Linked DNA regions of Mus musculus: region 2 is linked to region 1. The links are chromatin contacts, called in public promoter capture Hi-C maps. All regions are on one chromosome and are shown on one strand. The core of a region is the stretch at or near the end of the contact, and the rest is flanking DNA. Distances in the headings are between cores, read along the strand shown.

Region 1 (7,678 bases), core at 1,822-4,321:
CCTGTGACCACTAGCCAGCTAGGCTGTCTATTTGGTAAACTCTAGGCTAGAAAGAGCCCTGAATTAAAAATAAAAAAGCCAGAGAGATGGTGGTAAAATTGCCTAATGTGCAAGCCTAGTGACCTAAGGTCTATCCCTACAATCTACTCATAGGAGGAAGGAGAGAATCAGCTTCAGAAAGTTGTCCTCTGCCAGGCTGTGGTGGTGCACGCCTTTAATCCCAGCACTTGGGAGGCAGAGGCAGGCGGACTTCTGAGTTCGAGGCCAGCCTGGTCTACAAAGTGAGTTGACAGCCAGGACTACACAGAGAAACCCTATCTCGAAAACAAAACAAAACAAAAATAAAGTTGTCCTCTGATTTCCATGTGTGCTGTGGCTGGCACAACACACACACACACACACACACACACACACACACACACACAGTATTTAATCTAGATAAGCATATTGGCGCACACCCGTAACCCCACCACTCCAGAGGCTCAGCATGTGAACTACATAATGAGTTCTGGGTCCGTTTCAGTTAAGAGTGAGATTCTGGCTGGACATGGTGCTGAACACCTTCAAACCCTGCACTCAGGAGGCAGAGGCAGATTCCAGGTCAGCCAGGGCTACATTGAGAAACCATGATTCAAAACAAACAAACAAACAAACAAACAAAAAAAAAAAAGAGTGAGACTCTGTCATAAACAAACAAACAAACAAACAAACAAACAGAAAGTACTTGATTTAGTGATTCTATTGGAATAAGGAGAACTATTTTAGGGAAGAAGTTTCTTTATTGGTGGGTACAGGCGATGGAATTCAAGGCCTCATCCATGCTGAACACTGGGCTTTATGCCTGGGCTAGAAACCCAACCTGGATAAGAAGTTCCTAATTCAGTCTGTCTTGAGGGATAGTTATCATGTTGCAGGGTTTCAGCAAACTCCATTTCTGTCAGCTGAAACAGTTGAGTGTTAAGATACTTGCTCTTACTGTCTGAGTTAATGCACTCCCTGAAGTGCTCACATAGGACTGGGCTCAGCCTCTGTTCAGCCTCTGGGGGAGGGGGACTATACAGGATGTTCTCTGTAGTATCCCCTCCTGGGTCAAAAATAATGTTGGTTAAATCAAAACTTCCTTAGAAAAGGAAGCAAAGAGAAGCATCAGACACAAGTTGTAGGGATAAATTAACATTAGCTTATTGCCTTTTGCATGCCGCAAGCCACCTCAAAGTGGGTATTGTCCTTGCTTTACAGAAAATTAAAATTCAGTAGTTAAGCCACGGGTTGAAGGGCATTGAATCAACCTAGCCAATACATCGTTCACATCTTCCTAACTCCAGGTCCACACTTTTCATAGGATTTTCCCCCCTCTACTTCTACCAGCCTGACACCGAAGTGAGAATCACTGAAGCGACGCATGGTTCCAAAACTGACTTTCCAAGGAAATGTCTTAGGAGCTCTGATGAGGGAAAAGGAAGCGAGAAATGGCTTGTCTCAGCATGCCTGTCCCAACCTTCAGTGGTAGTAGAAGCAGCTGCAGAGCGCATGGTTAGTCCCTTCAAGAAAGGCACTTTCTTTCTCTTTCTTCCTTACAAGACCTGCTCATGTGCTTGCATGCATGATGCATGCAGTGCCTGAGGAGGCCAGAAGAGAACATTGGGTACCTTGGAACTGAAGTTTAAGGTAGTTGTTAGATGTCACATGGGTGCTGGGAAACAAACCCAGGTCCTCTGCAAGAGCAGCAAGTGCTTTTAACCGCCCAGCCATCTCTCCAAGCCCTGACTTGACTCTTTATGCTTTATTTTTTCCTTTTCCCTCTTCCAGTCATTTTATTTGATAAATATCTTTAACTTTTTAAATCGATTCTTTGTGAATTTCGCATCATGCACCCCAATCTCACACTGATCCTGTCATCCCTCCAGATCCATCCTCTCCACGCTTGCAGTCTCCCTCCCCTAAACAAAACCAAACCAAACCCATCCCTGATGTAGAAGCAGAAGCTGCGGTGTTGTGGAGTGTCACACTGGATATTCTTTTGTCCAAACAGCTTCACTTGCAAATGTCCATTGCCATGAATTATTGGTCTGGTTCGAGGCCTCCGGCTTCTGCCACACTTTCTTTTTTTGTTTTTTGTTTTTGTTTGTTTGTTTTTTGTTTTTTGTTTTTCGAGACAGGGTTTCTCTGTGTAGCCCTGGCTGTCCTGGAACTCACTTTGTAGACCAGGCTGGCCTCGAACTCAGAAATCCGCCTGCCTCTGCCTCCTGAGTGCTGGGATTAAAGGCATGCGCCACCTCGCCCGGCAAAATAAAACAAAGGTTCGGGAGCGGAAAAAGACCGGAACGACACGGGAACCCGCGACCGGCACCGACAGAACCAACTCGCGGAAATCGGGCAAGCCGGCCGCGCTGCCACACTTTCTTAAGGCGTATTTCTATGAAGTACCTTCTAACTATACCCTTAGATGAAGTCATTTTTATCTAAGGGCGGGTCTCTGAAGGTCTTTGAAAAGGAAAACAGGTATATCCAGTGTAAGTAAGTGCTTTGAGGGTTATGAGTAGGACAATTATGACAACTGGGGGTTGGGGGGACGGTCCTAAATGAAGCCTTAGGCACCTAAAGAGCTTCAGTGACCAGCAGTGAGGACTACCAGGTTCTCACCTTTAACCGCCAGGCGGATACTGAGAGTGAGTTTAGAGAAGATTCGACTCCTTTCCATGTCCTTGGGGCCCTTGATGTGCCGGACTTTAGACCACTTATTGTGTCCCGCCGAGGCCGTCGCGCTGACATGCAGCGTCCTGTGTGGCGCTGCACCACAGCCGGGGTTTGCATGCTGGGAGGCGCCCCAAGGACCCACGCGGAACCCGAGGCATCGCACACGAAAGCACGGGACAGCGGTCATTCTCAGGCTGGCGGCAGCCCAAGACATCATCTGCTTCGACAAGGGGCTGCGCGGTGCAAAGATGAGCAGCTAAAATCAGCCCGTCTAGTCCGGCCCCGGAACAACCCGGTCTGGACGTTCAGACCGCTGCTACAGCTCTCCAGAAACTCAGAGGTTCGGCTCTTCCTGACGCTGCACTGCCTTGAGTGACCGCGAAGGAGCCGGGCGCGGGGACCCTAAATGGTGCAGTACACTTCCTTTGCCCGGTCCGCCGCAAAAAGACGTTCCCGGATTCTGCAAAGTTGGTTCCGCTGCCTCGCGGTACTCGTTCCAACCCCGCCCCTGCCAGGAGTGACGCAACCCTTCTTTGCTCCCGGTTGCTTGGAAACGACAGATCACCTTCCCGGAGAGATTCAGGTGACTGACTTTCCTTCCTAACTGAGCAAGTCCAGAATAAGAATTGTTTGGTTGAAAAAGAAATATGTAGTTCAGTCGGTTCATTTTACAGATAAAGAAACCGCCGCCAAGGTTGCCTGTTTAAAAAAAGGAAGCAATAAACAAAAAAGTACTAAATGCTGGGCGTGGCAGGCCATGTCTGTGATTCCAGCACTTAAGAGGCGAAGGAAACCTTAGGACTTTGTCTCAAAAAAAAAAAAAAAGCAAAAACTTTAATTAAAACAAACAACGACAAAAAAAAAAAAAAAAAACAACCAAACAAAATAAGCCACTACCCCACCAGCCGACGAGAAGCGATTTGCCCAGTCATTTAAAACTTTCTGATTTAGATTTCATTTCTGTAAACAAGGATGGCATTGCCTGTTTTGCCAACCCATACTGGACAAAAGATCGGGCCAGCCTTTGAGTCAAACTGCTATCTTCGTTTTCCATCTGTTGTTTTAAAATTAGTTTAAGTATTTTTAATATATGTGTATGGTTGTTTTGACTGCATGTATGTCTGTGCGCTACATGTGTGCCTGGTGTTCTCAGATATTTATTTTACAGATAAAGAAACCGCCGCCAAGGTTGACATCAAGATAGCCTGGAACTGATGGTTGTGAGCTGTCACATGGAGAATCGAAATTGAACCTGGGTCCTCTGGAAGGGCAACCAATATCCTTAACTGCTGAGCTATTTCTCCAGCCCCTTCCACCATCGGTTCTCTTGGCAGAGAAAACAAGAGAAAAAGGACACTATGGAAAAATAAAGAAAAAATAATGTAGCAGCTGCTTGAAACTCTTTAAGAGCTCTCTAGGGGGGGGGTGAATTAAGTCTCAAGAGCGTAACACATTTAAAAAAGCAGGTCAGTGTGAAGGCAGTTTGAAGTCTTGCTCTCTAAAGTTAGGCTGGATGAATTCAAAGTGTGTTTCTGCCATTTAGTAGTGCAACCTTGGGCAAGTTCTTTACTTTCTGTTTCCTTCTACAATGGCCTTGAATAAGCAGGATGAGGGGAAGGGCACGGACACAGATTTTATATTATTTTTTAAAAGATTTATTTTATTATTATACATAAGTACACTGTAGCTGTCTTCAGACACACCAGAAGGCATCAGATCTCATTACTGATGGTTGTGAGCCACCATGTGGTTGCTGGGATATGAACTCAGGACCTTTGGAAGAGCAGTCAGTGCTCCTACCCACTGAGCCATCTCTCCAGACCCCAGATTTTATATTCTTAGTGGATATGTCCAAAATTAATCTACTTACCTTTCATTCTCATGTATGTCTATGGGAGGGCATTATGTTAGCTGTTAGATTATCCTTGTGTTTCCTTCCTAGTTCCAGAATAGCAGCTGGCAGCCACCAAGCACAACCTGAGTTCTTTTTTTTTTTTTTAAGATTTATTTATTATGTGTAAGTACACTGTAGCTGTCTTCAAACACTCCAGAAGAGGGCATCAGATCCCATTACAGACGGTTGTGAGCCACTATGTGGGTGCTGGAAATTGAACTCAGGACCTCTGGAAGAGCAGTCAGTGCTCTTAACTGCTGAGCCATCTCTCCAGCCCGTGTTTTGTATTTTGAGACAGGGTTTCTTTGTGGAGCCCTGGCTGTCCTGGAACTGACTGTGCAGAGCATACTGGCTTCCGACTCAGAGATTCATACACCTCTGCCTGCTGAGTGCCAAGACTAAAAGCCCACGCCACTGCTACCGGGAGTGAGTACGAATTCTTTGCCTCTTTTGTTTCTCTTGAGTCTCCTTCATTATGAAGGACATCCTTCATTCTTCTGGTGAAATCATTCTTCAGGACTCAGCTCCAGGGGGCTGGAGCGATGGCTCAGCATTTAAAGCACTTGCTGCTCTTGCAGAGACATCGGGTAGGAGCCTCACAGCCTCTGTAACTCCAGTCCTAGAGGATCCAATACCCGCCTCCCACTTCTGTAGGTACTGCATACACATGCTGCAAACACTCATTTAAAAAAATCTTCAATGATTATATTTTATATGTGTGGGTGTCTTACAAGTACTCTTAACTGCTGAGCCATTTCTACACTCTCTACTCCTTCAAATTCTATTTTTGTTTTGTTTTTTTAAGACAGGGTTTCTCTGTGTTGTCCTGACTGTCCTGGAACTCACTCTGTAGTCCAGGCTGACCTGAACTCACAAAGATCCATCTGTCTTTGCCTCCCAAGCATTGGAATTAAAAACCTGCAACTCAACTGCCCAGCTAGATCTTTTTTTTTTAATTAGGTATTTTCCTCATTTACATTTCCAATGCTATCCCAAAAGTCCCCATACCCACCCACCCCCCACTCCCCTACCCACCCACTCCCCCTTTTTGGCCCTGGCGTTCCCCTGTACTGGGACATATAAAGTTTGCAAGTCCAATGGGCCTCTCTTTCCAGTGATGGCCAACTAGGCCATCTTTTGATACATATGCAGCTAGAGACAAGAGCTCCGGGGTACTGGTTAGTTCATAATGTTGTTCCACCTATAGGGTTGCAGTTCCCTTTAGCTCCTTGGGTGCTTTCTCTAGCTCCTCCATTGGGGGCCCTGTGATCCATCCAATAGCTGACTGTGAGCATCTACTTCTGTGTTTGCTAGGCCCCGGCATAGTCTCCAGCTAGATCTTCTTAATCATGTGTGTGCAACTTGTGGCAGTCAGTTCTCTCCTTCTGTCATGTGACTCATGTTTAGTAGTGGTTTCAAACTCAGGTTGTCAGCCGGGCGGTGGTGGCACGCACCTTTAATCCCAGCATTTGGAGGCAGAGGCAGGCAGATTACTCGGTAGTTGGGTTTTTTTTTTTTTTTTTTTTTTTTTTTGGTTTTTCAAGACAGGGTTTCTCTGTATAGCCCTGGCTGTCCTGGAACTCAATTTGTAGACCAGGCTGGCCTCGAACTCAGAAATCTGCCTGCCTCTGCCTCCCAAGTGCTGGGATTAAAGGTGTTGTTTTGATCTTAAGCTTGATTGACACTCTACAAATAATACAGGACACCCATGTAATGTGTGCGATGATTTTTAGTATATTCACCATGTATTCATCATCCTGACTTAGCCTCTTTGCCTGAACTCTGTACTCATTATTAGTCTCTCTCCTCCTCAGTCATCACAGGTCCAGACAGCTGACTTCTGGCTCCATGAGTATGCTTCTGTTGAACATTTTATAGTAATGGAAGTATGTAGTATGTGTTCTTTGTGAGTGATTTCCTTCATTTAGAAAACATCCTAGTGTGGTGGTTTGAAAGGAATTGGCCCTCAAAAGTCTCTATGTTTGAATGCTTGGTCCTCTGTTAGCACAACCCTTTATAAAGGATTAGGTGGTATGGCCGTGTTAGGAGAGGTGTGTCACTAAAGGTGGACTTTGGAGTTCCAAAAACCCACACCATTCCAGTTGGGTCTCAGCCTCCAACTTGCAGATCAGGATGGATGTAAGCTCTTAACTATTGCTCCAGTGCCTGCCTGCTTGCTGCCATGCTCCCTTCCATGGTGATCATGGACTCTAACCCTCTGGATCCATAAGCATCAGTAAACATAAGCTACCTTGGTCATGGTGTATATTCACAGGAAAGGTAAATAAGACACCTACTTCCCTTTCTTAACCAGACACAGCCTAGAGTCCTATGTGAAGAAAGCCTCAAGTGAGGAATTAACAAATGAGATTGGTATGTGGAACTGTCTCCATGTGTGAATCTTATTTTTACAGGACAGTTCAGGCCACTGTGAGCAGTACTGTCCCTAGGCAGTTGTCCAGAAAGCTAGTCGCTAAGGTCCTGGTGAGATGGCTCACTGGTTAAAAGCACTGTCTTGCTCATCCAGAGTACCTGGGTTTGAGTTTCAGCATCCAAGCGGTGGCTCACAAACGTTTATGACTCCAACTTCAGGGAACCCAATACCCTCTTCTGGCCTTTACAGAGCATGCAAGTGGTGCACAGACACACATTCAGGCAAAAATACCCAGACACAATTTTTTTTAAATGAAAGAAAAAAATAGCTAAGCACAAGTCTCACAAGTTGAGAGGGAGGGATGGAGGGAGGGAGGGAGGGAGGGAGGGAGGGAGGGAGGGAGGGAGGGAGAGAGAGTGAGCACATGCATGTATAGCATCCATCTGTGGATTGTTTCAAGCTCCTGTTTGGTTTTTAATTTCCCTCAATAATGAACCATGATCCAGAAGTGTAAACCAAGTGACTCATTTCCCACCCTGAGGTGATTTTGCTCATGGTGTTTGTCATAGCAACAGAAAGGAGATTAAAACAGCATGTTTTCAGGGTTCAGTTGCTGCATCATGTATCAGTATTTCCTTCTACTGCCAAACAATATTCCATTCAATGAACATTTTACTTAAACATTCCTTAGCTGAGAGGCATGTGTTTTTACT
Region 2 (7,678 bases), core at 1,767-4,266, 710 kb after region 1:
GTAAAGCGCCCACTGTGAAAGCATGAAGACTTGAGTGTGGGTCCCTGGCACCCACACAAAAAGCTGAGCCTGTCCATGCTTGTCTGTAATCTCAGCACGAATTTTGTTTGTTCAGCCAGCCCAGGTTCAGTAAGAGACCCATTCTACAAAAACAAGGCAGAGAGCAACAGGGGAAGGCACCCAGTGTAGACTTCTGGGTTTCACACTCAGGCACGCGGTACACAACCAATGGCATACACGCTGATACACATATTACACATCAAAAAAATTTGTTTTGCTTTTTTGTTTTTCAAGACAGGGTTTCTCTATCAGTAGCCCTGGCTATCCTGGAACTTGCTCTATAGACCAGGCTGACCTCAAACTCACAGAGATCTGCCTCTACCTCCTGAGTGCTAGAATTAAAGGCATGCACCACCACTGCCTGGCCTAAAAAAAACTTTTATTGAAAACTGTGTTCTTTTCTATATAAAATGATTTCAAGGATTTACCCAGATAACCAGGATTGTTTCCAATGAAGTCAGCCATGAGAGAGACACTGAGAATTCGTGTCTACCTCTGGCTCCAGCAACCCACAGGTCTGCTTTTGACTTCTTGGTATTCAAAGGGTCATGTTTCATCATTGATCAAAAGGCAGGGGTTGGCTCTCCTGCTCATGACCTCTGTGACACACTACAGCCTCCAGAATGGGATGTCTTTGCTTTTTATTTGGGGACAGAGGTTGCAGGGGTGGAACACAGATATGAGGGGATGGGGAGATGAGTGGGATTGGGGTGCGTGGTGTGAAACTCAAAAAGAATCAGTAAAAAGTTTGTAAAGAGGCAGGTTGTACGGGGCCATCTTTCCCTCTGTGAATCAGCGACTCCATCAGAGCGAGATTGAAGAGCCCTGGGTGGGTCCCAGAATCTTCTCAAGCTTTCTCACTGTTGGGAATTGAACCCAGGCAAGCGCAACTACCACCAAACCACAGACACAAACCAAACCTATGGCCAGCATCACAACTGCCATACCACATCAGCTAATTATGCACCAGGATGAGAGCCCATAAAGAGGAGGAGGCACCTGGACAGAGGTTTCCATAGAGAGAGACGCACATGGAGGTGAAGTGAGCCTGTGGGCCCCACTTAGGGAGCACTTCCTGTGAACTTACCATGGGGATAAATGAGCCCTTGACTCTGGCTGCAGCCCTCACAATCAACCTGTGTTATTAACCCTGTGTTGCCTGGGAGGAAGCTTACCTTTGGGAGGTTGTGTGACTCAAGTAGCCCTCTGAAGTTCATAGTATCTGTTAAGTCTATTGAGCAAAGCCATGCACCCAACCCGTGAGCTCTGTGACAAAGAGAACAGATAGCATTCGCTATCAGCTCCAGGCAGGGATTTCAGGGGTCTCAGAGCCAGCACTTGCAACAAAGGCCCCTGGAAGAAGGGCTGCAGAGAGGGCTCAGCAGTCAAGAGCCCTGGCTGCTCACCCAATAGACCTAGGTTTCAATTCCCAGCACCCACATAGTGCCTCACAACCACCTGTAACTCCAGTTCTACGATATCCAATTCCCACTTCTGGCCTCCATAGACACTAAGCCTGTGTGTGGTCCACAAACACATGCACAGGCAAAACACCCACACTCACAGCATTAACAACAGTAGCACAAAGCCAAGGAAGCGAGAAGAGAACAAGGTTTTTAATGGCTTGTGGAGTCCAGGAGAGGGAAACTGAGGTGGTAGGAGAGGGCTGACCAACAGGGAGGACCAGGTTTTCGAGCATTTATTTAACATATATGAGGGAATGGAGACTATATACGATACTATTTATATAATGCATTTTATACAAGGGGCTTGGACTTGGACAGCCGTGCATATAGAGAGCAGCAGCAGATCGTGGAATGAACCCACTGGAATAGCAAGGGGAGATTGTGTCTAATAACAGTTTGTTGTCCTTATCGTGGAGGACACCTCGCACTTTCCTCAAATTCCAAGGGAGGAGGACAGTGCAAATCTGCAGAAGCTGATGGAATTACAGTGTCAGAGGGCCAGGTGTCTCCCCCTGCCTGGCACAGCTGGACACCCTACAGTAACAGAGGGCCAGGTGTCTACACACACACGCACACACACACGCACACACACAGCTGGACACCCCACAGTAACAGAGGGCCAGGTGTCTCCCCTATGGACAGCTAGACACCCCACAGACCTCAGGGGTGTCTGGAAGTAAGACAGTATGGATGGAACTAGAAAAGTGTCACTGCCTGGGATCCCCAGAAAAGCCACCAGCCAACTGATAAATTCAGTATTTGGCTTCTCTGAATACATGGCCTTGAACCTTGGTGCCTGGCAGTTGCTCAGACCTCTTTCTAGTGTCTGTAACTACTTGCTTTTCAGACAAGGAAGGGTTAAAGCCAGCCCCTCCCCTTTGATGCAATGGAGCTGATTCTGATGGGAGCCAAAGACTGAAGTCAGCAGTTCCCTGAGGCCTCTTGGCAACACCCTCCTAAGGAAAGTCAGGCCTGCGGGAAGATCTGGGCACTTTCTTCTCATGCTGGACCCTCTTCAATCCCTCATTTGTCCTCTTCTGACTTCCCTGAGTGTCTCCTTTCTGCCTTCCCTCACGATGCTAGTTCTTTACCTCAGGTCTGCCAGAGACTCCTGCCCCACTGGTCCAGGCAGCTTGACCAGGTTTGGGCGGCTCTGTTCCAGGATAGCCATGTGGTGAGGCTGGCTGGCTCCTTGCCCCTGTGGCCTCAGAGAGCTGCCCACTGGGCCAGGCCTGCTCTGCCAGGGTACCTGGGAGGAGGCCATCTCTGCTTTGATAGGAGATAGGGGAATGCTGTTCTCTGGAGAGCTGCCCTGTCTTCCCATTCATTCATGGATTCATTGAGCTGTCACTGAATATTCAGGTGCTCGAAGCTGGGCCAGTTCAGACCTGCAAGGGAAAGCTGGGCTCCGTGCCTGGTAGACAGTGCCCTTCGCTCAGGCCTGGGACAGGTCTCAGGCCATCTGCCACTCAGCAGGCTCCGCAGAGAACCTGGCACACAGAAGAGATGCTTCGTGGTCAACTGAACTGAGCCCCACCAGAAGATAGAAGTCCTTGTCACATGTTCTAAAACTAGAACTGGCTGGGAGCCAGAGGGCAAGTGGCCAGGTCCAGAGCCTTCTTCCTGACCACTCAGAGAACTACGGGAACATTCCCTAACTCTTCTGCAGGAAGGCTTAGAACATACTCTCTGGGGAGCCCCCAGGCCTAAGAGGCTGTAGGACAAACTTGGATTGAATGTGGCCTCTGGCAAGACTCCAGTCACCAGAGAAAGAAAAGGAAAAATTAACTTGTCAAGGTTTGGGGAGTCAATTCATGCTTGCCCTGGAAGGGTGAGGGCCTGGGTTCGAATCCTCAGCACCCACATAAAACCCAGGAGCAGCAGCTGCCTATGCTCGTAACTCTTGGGGGTACAGATAGGTAGATTTCTGGGGCTGCTGGGGTCAGTAGGCTTGCTTACCCAGTCAGCTGCTGGCATGCACATGCTCTCTCTCTCTCTCTCTCTCTCTCTCTCTCTCTCTCTCTCTCTGTCTCTCTCTCAAATAGATGGGTGGCACTGGACATTTGGAGCCTCATTCCTTCAACTACTCAAATGACCCAATAGAGCTCACACTGCTTTTTACCACGCTGCTTCCTTCTCTCTCAGGGCAATGGTCACTGGCATCCCTGCCCTCAGAGCCGCTCCCAGCAGCCTGAAGAGCAACCCTTGAGCCACAGCTAGTAGCAAAGCACTCGACTCACAAAGGGGCTACTCTGGCCTCTGTTTGGAGAGCAAATCACTTGAAGGTAAAGTGGGTTAATCATTAAGGACCTTACTTTGGATTGACGGTCCCTTCCGTCCCTTCCGGAATGCCTGGCCTACCTATCTCCCATGGGTCTTGTGAGAGCTGCAGAGTAGGGACAGCTGGAGGAGCCCACACACACACACACACACACACACACACACACACACACTCAGGAATGCAGCTCACGGACTCTCTAGAGTTCTTCTGTCTTGGGCGGTCCCACCCATTCATCCTGCACATCTGATCCCGGCAGAAAGCAGCTGATCTGCTGTCCCCCTGGGCAATCCAGATCCCATGTTTCCTAGTGGCTTCCCCCAGCCTGAATCAAACATTGGAAAGAGACTCGGAAAACCATCATGGCAGGAGCGTCCAGGGTGGATGGGCAAGGGAAGGAGCGAGAACATTCAATGGGTGTCTTTATGTATTCTTTTCACTCCTTTAGGCTCTGAACCACATGACCACACTGCCTATCCAAAACAAGTAGAACTAAGATTTTAAAAGTCCTGGACAGGGTAAGCCTGAGAACGCACAACGCCTCTAAACCACCGCTAGTGTTCCAGGCCAAACCAGCCACCATCTTCTGAGGTCTTAATGATTGCAAGGGCTTCCTCTGCTTCCCCTCCCCCATCTCCCATCCATTGTCTGTGTCCCTTACCGCGGTTACAATGAACTTGTTAAAGATCAGATCAGCCATTCCCACTGGCAGCCTTCCTTACAGTATCCACCATGCCACTGCGTCCTGGCCTGCACCCACTCAGCCACACTCCTGCAGTCACCCTGTCGGTCCTCTGAGACATTAGGGACCCTCTGCTCCCACTCTGGTCCAGGTATTCATATTGCTCACCCTACACACACACACGCACACACACACACACACACACACACACACACACACACACACACACAATGTAATAAAAAAAAACTTTAGAAATAAGAGTAGCAGTTAGCATTTATGGAGTGCTTACTGCATGCACTCAGAGGCACTTGGTAAGGACACTCACCACATCCTTAAGCATCTTTCCGACAGCCCAACCCTAGGAGATCCTCTACGCCCTATTCAAGCTGATGGGACAATGAGCTCAGGTGCCCAAGTTCACACGCTTGTAGGCAGGGACGACTTGTCTCCTGAGGAGAGCCAAAAGCTCAGAGGCAAAATGGCAGGCTACAGAAACAACTGGACAGAGCTGCCATCTGTCCCTACAGGGCTGCGGGGGTCAGACTCTGCAGAGAAGGAGGCACAAACGCTGACTTCTCAAGCCTCTGGAAGGTTTTTATTTGTTTGCTATTCTTTTTCTCTTTTTCCTTCTTTAAAAAAAAAAAAAAAAAGACAAACAATAATAGCACATTTCGAGAATCAAGAACTACAATAGAGGGTCCGCTTTGAGTTTTTGTTCACATCGTCCTGCACTGGGACACGGGGACTGGCACTCTCCATCCTGGCTGGGACTCTCCTCTGGAAAAAGGTGCTGAGTGGTTCCATGAGTTGGTCTCCTAGGCCACACCAGATGGTAGCACCTGGTGCTGTCCCAGGTTACAGCCTCACCAGCGCCCCTCCCCCTCCAAACCATCTTCCCTCTCTCCAAGCCAGAGCCAGAAGCCGGAGACATTAGGGAACTTATTTTGGTCCCCACAGGGGACTCTTTCAAGGACAGAGCCCTCCCCTGACCAGCAGGAGATGACACCCTGTGAGTGGATAAGGTGTCTCTCCGAAGTTCCATCTCTACTCCAGCAGACACCACACCGGTGCCCTGGTTTGTACACCTGAGCCACCTAGGCTCCCTCCTGCCATACCCTAGGTCCATTCCAGCAGGCACAGGAGTGACAGATGCTTGGCCAGCCTCTTCAGCTGACCCCCACCCAGAGAGAAAGAGAGAGAGAATGAGAGAGAGAGAGAGAGAGAGAGAGAGAGAGATCACCCAAGTCCCAGGGCCATGGCTCAGAAGGAGGCACTGGGTGGAAAAAAAGGCACGAGGGCAGGGTGAGGAGACAGAGCTGATGTAGCCGAGTAGGAGAGGTGACAGAGAGCCACCCCAAGGGACGGGGCAGGCTTTCCAGGCCTACAGATAGGAAAGAATCCTAGGCTGCAGGTCAGCAGGTTTAGGCTCAGGGATCTGGGGAGGAAAAGACATGAATAAGCTCATGTCCCTTCTCATATTGCCTCCAGTTGCCATGGGGTCCAGGTCCAGGTGACACGATCCCAGGCCCAAGGGAAAGGGGAACATGACCCACTGCCAAGTCTCAGCCTAGCCTCTATGGTAGGCTGGGTACTCCCACCCCATGGCAAGCTATGCCCCCGGCACCCAGTAGCAACTCCCAAGGGTTGCCATCCAAAGACAACTGGGCTGATGGGTGATGGGGGCCTGCTGACCTGGGGCCCCTGCCTTACCCGCTCTGGCTCCACCCCGACCACGCCCTTGGGGCCCCTGCCTCCCCCGCTTTGGCTCCACCCCGACCACGCCCTTGGCTCTATTCTTGCTGTTCGTTCATTTCCATGTCAGACACCAGAATGTTCTTCTCGGTGGCCTCTGCGGGGCCAGAGTGGCTGCTGCGACTGTAGCGGGCCCCCTCGAAGGACCCACGCTCCGCACTCTGTCGGCGCCGGTAGAGGATGAGGGCTGCCGTCATCAAGGCCAGGAGGAGCAGCACCGCTGTCAGCACCACCACCAGGGCAACCGGGCTCTCGGGGAGGGCTGCTGAGATGGAGGTGGGGAGTTCACATCAGGCCCCAGTCATGACCACAGGGACAGAGGAGCCAGCGAAAGAACCAGGCCGGGGCTCGCTCATTCCCTCCACTCACCTGATGGCAAGAAGCTGTTCTCTTCCACTGTAGGAGAGGAGAGAGCCAGAGAATCACAATCAGTCCTCACAGAAATCATAGTCACAATTTAAATAAGTGCCTGTGAACTGCTTTGTGAATGTCACCTTGCAGAGTCACTGAACCTCCCAGGACTCTAGGACCTGGCTTCTACTATTTCCGTTCTATATATGAGGAAGCTGATGGGACAGGTGTGTGTGTGTCTATGTATGTGTTCTTATAGGTGAATATAAGCAGATACTTGTGAGTGTGCATGTGCGTAGAGGTCAGAGGTCAAGGTTATTGCACTGTGTCTTCCTTGATGCCTCTCTACCTCGGTGTTTTGAGGCAGGGTCTACCACTGAACCTACAACGTATGGATTCAGCTCATGGCTGGTGAATGAGCTCCAGGGGCCTATAAAACACAAATACACGTCTCCCTTTCTGTCTTAGGGTTACAGGTGATGGCACTCAATGTTGGGATTTTATTGGGGTGCTGGGAATCTTAACTCGGATCCTGGTGCTTGCGTGACTTTACCAAATGGACTATATCCCCAGGCCTCAGAGTCAATACGTGAGTGTCCAGGGCTTGACCATCCCTTGTCCCTAACCACTATAGAATGATGGGGCTTGCTGTCCTCTGGGCTTATGTGTACTTTGGAAAGTTGAGGCCCTGCGTCAGTCCTTGCTGCAAACTAATGTACTTGATGCCCTCCGGCCAAAGCAGATGCCCCTGTATATCAAGTAACCCTAGACCCAGCTGGACATCCAGCTGTGAGTCCAGCTATGGGCCCAGCTGTTGACCGAGATCCTGGCTTACCTCTAGGGAGCTTGCAGACAACTCCCATGGTGATGTTGGTACAAGCCCCGGGGCGCCACAGTCCGCTGCTGCTCTGGATCCAGTAGCAGCTGTTGTGGCTTAGCATGCTAGGGCCCAGGCCAGGGGGCCCCCAGTTAGAATAGTTCACAGCTGTGTTGTCTTGCCAGACCAGCGTGCCTCCTGTGGAAGGAACCCATTGGGAAGGTGTGGGAATGGGAATAGGTGGAAGGGGGGTTTCTAGGTGGGAGGCGATA

The links. Promoter capture Hi-C pulls out the DNA fragments that hold promoters and counts their contacts.
Region 2: a promoter capture Hi-C map of cranial neural crest shows a contact between it and region 1. The contact joins the enhancer-like site here to the promoter of Taco1 in region 1. A contact is called at or near these places in 5 of 39 promoter capture datasets (cranial neural crest, embryonic stem cells, hippocampal neurons and 2 more), 4 of 484 Hi-C or Micro-C datasets (the AtT-20 cell line, the N1E-115 cell line, cortical neurons and 1 more), 6 of 115 datasets of contacts at active chromatin or transcription factors (astrocytes, embryonic hindbrain, extraembryonic endoderm stem cells and 3 more) and 2 of 9 other capture datasets (embryonic stem cells and liver).

The regions. Positions count from the first base shown.
Region 1 is chr11:106,061,484-106,069,161 of GRCm38.p6, reverse strand. Taco1 (translational activator of mitochondrially encoded cytochrome c oxidase I) reads right to left here and starts at 3,071. Exons shown (of 5, transcript NM_027346.2): 1 at 2,644-3,071. The coding sequence starts at 2,914. It overlaps Taco1os (a long non-coding RNA gene), which reads left to right and starts at 3,121. Exons shown (of 3, transcript XR_003949781.1): 1 at 3,121-3,280; 2 at 3,866-5,017.
Region 2 is chr11:105,348,524-105,356,201 of GRCm38.p6, reverse strand. It overlaps Mrc2 (mannose receptor, C type 2), which reads right to left. Exons shown (of 30, transcript NM_008626.3): 28 at 7,425-7,604; 29 at 6,608-6,634; 30 at 5,057-6,503. The coding sequence ends at 6,277. Among named protein-coding and RNA genes, the nearest start is that of Mrc2, 60 kb to the right of the region's middle. Within about 2 kb of position 3,016, at least 67 of the 459 cell types and tissues checked have an H3K27ac peak or open chromatin away from gene starts, as enhancers often do. A contact at or near this core is called in the AtT-20 cell line, the N1E-115 cell line and extraembryonic endoderm stem cells, where this site is marked.